Regions from separate parts of the Mus musculus genome. Here region 2 is linked to region 1. The links are chromatin contacts, called in public HiChIP or PLAC-seq maps. All regions are on one chromosome and are shown on one strand. The core of a region is the stretch at or near the end of the contact, and the rest is flanking DNA. Distances in the headings are between cores, read along the strand shown.

What was found. HiChIP or PLAC-seq counts read pairs in DNA pulled down with a chosen protein or histone mark.
Region 2: a FOXA1 HiChIP or PLAC-seq map of pancreatic cancer cells shows a contact between it and region 1. The contact joins two enhancer-like sites. A contact is called at or near these places in 1 of 484 Hi-C or Micro-C datasets (the HL-1 cell line) and 1 of 115 datasets of contacts at active chromatin or transcription factors (pancreatic cancer cells).

The regions. Positions count from the first base shown.
Region 1 is chr6:127,328,593-127,331,701 of GRCm38.p6, reverse strand. No RefSeq gene overlaps it. Among named protein-coding and RNA genes, the nearest start is that of Gm52919, 9.0 kb to the right of the region's middle. Within about 2 kb of position 1,266, at least 227 of the 459 cell types and tissues checked have an H3K27ac peak or open chromatin away from gene starts, as enhancers often do. A contact at or near this core is called in the HL-1 cell line and pancreatic cancer cells, where this site is marked.
Region 2 is chr6:127,972,203-127,975,750 of GRCm38.p6, reverse strand. The region is part of intron 1 of Tspan9 (tetraspanin 9); the gene reads left to right. Among named protein-coding and RNA genes, the nearest start is that of Gm15870, 29 kb to the right of the region's middle. Within about 2 kb of position 1,555, at least 47 of the 459 cell types and tissues checked have an H3K27ac peak or open chromatin away from gene starts, as enhancers often do. A contact at or near this core is called in the HL-1 cell line and pancreatic cancer cells, where this site is marked.

The DNA of each region.
Region 1 (3,109 bases), core at 17-2,516:
CTAACAGAAGAAACTACAATTGTGGTTTGGGATGCCACATAAATGACAGCAACGGGACCTACAGAAAATTAAGGCACAGAGAGAATGGACCATTTCTGCAGAGACCTGGAAAACAGACAAGGGAAGAAACATGGTGTGTCTAAGTGATGGGGCAGGTGGTGCAAACGCTAGAGGCAAGCAGAGGGGATATGAAACTGTGCTGCACAGCTGGACAGAAGGGAGGCTGGAAGGGAAGAGAGGACCCTCTGTTTTGACTCAATGGCTAGATGCCATGTGCCAAATAAGAAAGCACTTGGGGGGTTCTGTGGGAAATCGGAACAGAGGGACTGGAATCAAACCTCAACGTTCCTTGCATACTCCAGATAAGAACCAGGCTTTGAGCCAGGGCCTGGGAAGAGGGCTGGCCTACATATCTCATTTTAGAGATGAGCAAACAGGACTGGGAGCTCTAGGTCTTCAGTGACACGCTTGCTTGGCCCGCAGGAGACCCTGGGTTTGATCCACAGCACTGCATAAAACCAAGTGTTAACTGTATAGTCCCACAATCCCAGCAACCGGGAGGTGGATCAGACATTTTAGGTCATCCTCAGTAGATTTAAGGCCAGCCTGGGACACACGAGACACTATCTCAAAAACAACCCCATACAACAAAAAAATGTATTTAGGTTGACAGAAGACAAGAGCTACGGTTGTGCCGGGCATAAAGGGCTCATGCCTGTAATCTTTCCTGCACTTCCACTCTAAAGGCTAGGGTAGAAAAAAAAGCCCTCACAAATTCTAGGCCTCCCTGAGCTGTAGGGTGAATTCTTTCTTGGCCAGCCAAGGCTAGGAGAGAACAGCCTTGTCTCAAATGAAGATGGCACGCTGATTCCTGGATCAGGCAGTGGCCAGGCCAGAACCCTTTCACTTCTTTGGGGTGATACCCTGGCCGGCTTGCCCTCTGCTGGGGTTCTGGTGGTGATGTCACGGAATGACTAATGGGAGCGGGACTTGCAAGCATCCTGATAGCAGAGGGGTCGCCCAGACCGGGGCCCCTGGAAGCGTGGGGCGGCAGCCCAGGAATGCACCCTAGCCTGCCTGAAGCCTGCACTCTCCCAGGCCCTACGGCGGGCTCCCGGGTAGGTGGCTCCGCCTTGGATCTTTTGCTTCCCTTAGCAGGCCTTACCTGCCTAAACAAACAGCCTGGGCCTCCCACCCGCTGCACGCCCGCCCCCGGGACAGGAAACAAGCGGTGACAGCTCCCGGCCCGCGCCTGCCGCCGACCCGCAGCCGGGTTAGCAACCCGGCGCCGCGGCGCTGCGATTGGCTGAGCGTGGCCCAAGAGGCGCCGCGCCGCTCCAATGGGCGGCCGCCGGAGGCCGCGGGGAGCGAGGTTTTACATGCCTGTGGTATTTGCTCAGAGGGGCATGACCACTTTGGGCAAGTCTTTAAATGTGAGTCAGCTTTCGGCTGATCCCTGGGAAAAATTCCTTCGGTGTTGTCAGGCAGGGTTCGCTAGCTGTAGCTTTTTTTTTTTTCCGCCCCCAACAATTCAAAAGGGATAATCCTACTGAATGGGGGAAGGCATTCGGACCCTGTCCGGGGTCCCCAACCAGAGGCCCCTTTAACTCTGAGGTGGGGCCCCTCCTCGAAGCTGATTTCTGCAGGGTCAGGACCCTAGCCCTCTTCCCCCCACCGCCCCCATCGCGTGCCCCATAGCGACTTCAGCATTGCACACAAGGGCCAGGGGGCACCCAGGCCTCAGGGGACGCAGCGCCATAAGACAGCAGGAAGGCTTGCTTCCCAGGGCTGCCTCTTGGCCCTCTCAGATTCCAGGCTTGGATCCAGCATAGGGGTGGTCACTTACCACCTCTCTAAGCTTAGATTCCTCTTTGGCAAAGCAAAAGACTTATGCTAGTTTGGTCTTTCCAGCTTGCTTGGGCAAGCCCTTTTTGCATTCTTGGCCTCAGTTTCCACGGAAGAGGGTCAAGTTGATGTGGAAGCGTCCCGAAGCATCCTTCCAGTTCTATTTGTGCCCCTCGGGAAGCCCACGAGCTTGGGGTTCACACAGCCCGGTTTCTCACTACACAACTGCGGAGAGACGCCACGTGTCATCTCAGAGACATCCAGCAGCCGGGTGTGAAGGGGGTGGGGGCCACCAAAAAAAAAAAAAAAAAAGGCTAAAGGCTGAAGGAAATAAGCAGGCACTTGAGGATTTACGTGTAATTTGGTTTTAAATGAACATCTTGTGCAGAAGAAGAGGCAATTTGGCACCTGCTGCTGGTGAGTTAATAGCTTAGGCACTTGGTAACGGCCACAATACTGCGAAGAGACCATTAGTGGATGTGGCATGTGGCAGAGCGTTATGGGCAGGGCTGCTAGCTTGGGAAGCCTCCCTCGGAAGACAAGGCAGGCGGCAGTGCTTTGCCTGCTTTAGGGGGCTTTAGTGGAGCCCTTAAAGCCTTGCATTTCATGGGAGCACAGGGTGCTTCTCTGTGTTACCAGCGTGGTTTGCCATAAAAAGCTCTGTTCTCTGCTGCTCATCGGCTGTGACCATGGGCAGGTCACTAGCCTGCCTTGGTCTCCTCTTCCCTAGCTGTAAAGATGTGTTAATCCCATTGCCTTCCTAACATCCCCTGACCTCCCCAAGCCCTGATCTCCATGATTAAATATATACACCATTACTTTAGAACTGCTGAACACCGGGGCTCTTTAGGCAGTTATTTATGTTGAAGTTTTTGTTTGTTTGCTTGTTACAATATTTATTTGTTTGTTTATTTATTTGAGATGCTGCTTATGGCAGCCAGAAGACAACTTTCTCTCTTTCCATCCTGTGATTTCTGGAACTGGAACTCAGGTCATCAGACTAGGTAGCCAGTGCCTTTACCACCCCCACTTCCCAAGTCATCTTTGCCAGCCCTTCAGCATTATTTTTAAGTAGATGGTGGTAACAAATTGTTCATCCCATTCTACAGATGGATAGAAATTGGGTGTCTGCTGCCCATCAGCTGAGACTGCCACAGAGCACTTGTTTGGTAACAAGGTTTCCATGTCGGCCTGGGAATCAGTATTGTTTCCTTCATTTCTTCACATTGGAGCTTGCCCTGCCTTGGCCCCCTCAGCTGGCCAC
Region 2 (3,548 bases), core at 306-2,805, 640 kb before region 1:
GAACAAGCCTGGGGAGGGTGGGGAGTAGGCATTCCAGAGGTCACGGAGTTCCCTTCTACCAAAGGACCATTTTTAGTCCAGTGCACTGGTTCAGGAGGCAGAGAGCTGGAGTGCTTGCCTGGTATCAGCATTCCTCTTGGGGCTTTTTCCTGGGCCTGCCCTGTATGTGTTAGCCCATGATCTCCTGTGCATTCCAAGCTGCAGGGACAACAATCCGAGGAACAATTGTGTGCCTGTCGAGTGAAGCTTTCAGTCTGGGGACTCAGACCCTGACTCTTGCTGCCAAGAACCAGCGGGAACTGGTTGGATTGGTGAAAACCGGGGAACACAGAGTCATACAAGTATGCCCTGGTATACCTTCTCCCTGACACCTGCCGAGCCCCATCTCACCTGAAGCCGGTGGCTACCAGGCTAGGCAGAGCTCTTGGCCTAGAAGGTGCCTGATTGGGAAGAAAGCGCGCTTCTGCCAGGGTGCACCAGTGTGGGAGGGGCAGCAGTAGTAATCAATGTTTATGGACTGTTGAGTGATCGCTCTCCCTATACACGGCTGGCAGGTGCTCTGTGTCATCTGGGGCTCTTTGCCGTCCCAGCCACACATCATCTTGTGGCCCTTCTGGGAGCCGATCCTCAAGCTTTTTGCTTTCGGGGCACGGGCACCCTTGGGGGCAGGTGTGACACCCCCACCCATCTTAGTGCCACATGGGACACTACAGCCCATTTCAACAGGTGGAGAGACACTAGCTTCTGAGAAAGCTGATGGGCCTGGGAAGGGTGTGCATCAGGGGAGCCTCCCTGAGCAGGCGCCCTTTCCTCCTGGGGGTAGTGAGCCTGTCTTTAAGGGCTGTGTTGGAACAACACAGGGTAGGTGGCAAACAGTCCTTGCCCTTTGCTCTCTAGGACCGGCATCTTCCTGCACCCTTCAGTGAAGCCCAGGACAGATCCAGATTGAATCTGCTCACCCTTGAACCCTACCAACCCCATGTAGAGAGCAAGGCACTGATTCCATATGCCAAAGCCAGACCCCAGCGTCCCATCAGATGAGTCATACTCCAACAAAGGCACCAGGACCCTCCCAGAGACAAGAGGACAGCAAGCCCCGAGTGCCACCGCACACACACACACACACACCAAGCACAGTATTCTTAGTGTCTGTACAGAACTAGCCCATGCTGGAATCATCAAAATGTAACTGGGTTGTAGGTTGCAGGTGCCTTATGCAATGTTTATTTGGAGGAAAATTAGGCTTAGAAATATGGGTGTGATCTCCCTGTCACCCCTGAGCTGGGGACTGTGGAGTGGAGCTGTGAAGAAATTGGAGCTTGTGAGGAGAACAACATCCAGTGAAGAATGGCCAAGGAGTGGTCCTATTCAGTTTGAAATTCTGCACACACTCAACAGGCAGCCAAGCTGCCGAGGCCACCAGTCAAACCAATGGCGCTTACAACGGGCTGTGCCCATGCGAGAAGTGCAGAGCTCAGCTCCGAGGGTGGGAGGGGAGCAGTGCCCGTTCCCTCCAGCTAGAGTGACTTTCACTGTGAGACAGATGAGCAGCAGAGGGTGACTCAGAGGTGAAGGATGTAAAAGCCCTTTCCTAGGCCAGGAGACTTGGGAGAGAGCGTTGCTAAGTACACATGCTCAAATATTTAAAGGCCTGTCACACTCGTTCCTGGTGAGCCTCTCGGAAATGAGGACTGATGCATGTTAGCCACAGGGAAGTGGGATCTACAGTTAATAGACTCCTTCCCTGGAGTTATATGGAGGGAACTGGAATGCAGACTGCAGGCAAATGCTCAGATCAGATGTAGGGGGGCGCTTCATGGCTGCCTCCCCTCTGGCCCTAGCAAATCTCTGCAGCCACCATCCTCCTGCTGGCTGGGTGACTTTGGCAGAAGACTCTGCCTTTGTCCTTTCTTTTCCATGGGTATGGAGTTGGAAACGTGCTCCCCGGCTCCCCTCCTCACCAGCCAGCAGCCCGTCTGCCTCTCTTTATGGCTATGAGAATGAATGAGCTGCAGAGAAAGAGGGCCGCTTGCAATACAAAGTAGTAGCCCCTCTCCCACCCTGGTGAGTGGAGCGAATCCTCTCTGCTCCCCACTGCAAAGTTCTTAGCAGGTTGTCCTCTTTCAGGGCCAGGCAGGGCTCTTAAAAGGAGCCAGTGTGTCAGGTGGTGCAATTAAAATTGTCAGGATTGTCTCTCTTTTTTGCCTTATCTGCTAATTTATTAACTGCCATTATGTCTTGGGCACTGGGAGCCCTCGTGTTCCCATGTCTCCTGCTGTCCAAGAGGGGTTTCAGAGGCCCGGGGATGGTGTAGCGCTGCTGCTGGAATCTACACTCAGAGACCATGTCTGCAGCAGCTCTCTTCAGGTATAGGAGGTAGTGAGGCTGAAAAGGCCAGTGGTGTGCAGGGCTGTGTGCTAGGCTGGGAACACCATGTTAGGAGTTCCTGACGGGGTACTGGGGCTTCCAGGAGTGGAGAGGCCAGGGTTTAGAGGGAGCTTCTTTCTTGAGTGGGAATGTGGATGTGCATGTGCCCCCGTTCCTGAGCTCGCCCACCCACTCAACCCCCTACCCACCCACCTACCCACCAGTCGCTGAAGAAACATTCAGTGTTCCAAGTATTTTCTGGGTCCGGTGGTGGAAGGACAATGGAAGAGCACGAGTCTGATCCTCAAAAGGAGCTGTTTTTTTTTTTTTTTTTTTTTTTTTTTACGACAGAAGCCTTGGGAGGGGGCTAGCATGAACTCATGACCACGCCCTGGATCAGTCCACTCTGGGAGGGCCCATCTTTCCCCTTGTGAAGGGCTGGGTGGGTGGAGGTGATATGGAGTCTGACTAGATGGGGATAGAGTACCCAGACATGGGTGAATTTGGAGCAGCCGTGGCCCTGGAGAAATGGGTGCCTGTGTGGATGTCCTACCTGGGGGCAGAAATATGCGTTAACTTGACCAGTCAGTCAGTATAGCCAACCTGAAGATGAGATGTGGGCGGTTAGTATGTGGCTAGCAGTGAGGGGAGTTTGGTTGCAGGGCTAGCTTGGCCTGTCCACATTACTTTGGGGGCCTCCGTTTACCTGCTAGGCATGTGCTGGGTAAGTTCCTTGGAGACGAAGAAGCCTGAGACAGGCTGATAGACTCGTGTCGTCTAGGGAGCCTGCACCTTTCCTTTTGCAGGCCTAGGACAAGGTCCAGATGGCTGCAGTGCATGGACAAGGCTGGGGTGCCATTCTCGACCACGAAGACGTATCGTGAACAGGGCAGACCAACGTCCCAGCCTTGATGGGCTGGGTGCAGACATTAGGTTAGGGGTTTGTCTTATCAAGTTCGCATGTCGGTTTCTAAATGAAACTTTTGAAAGGCCCTTGGTTGAGTGAGCTAACAGAGGAAGCTTCTAGCTTAGGAGCCACCTTAGCTTGCCCTTGCTTAGAGACAGGTTCCAACCAGGACTGGACAACGTGAAGGAACTGAAGACCCCACTTGGTTGGTGCTTATACTGGCTGAATCCTGATACTCCTGAGTCACTCTGCCTCACCCCAGATTCTCCAGTCT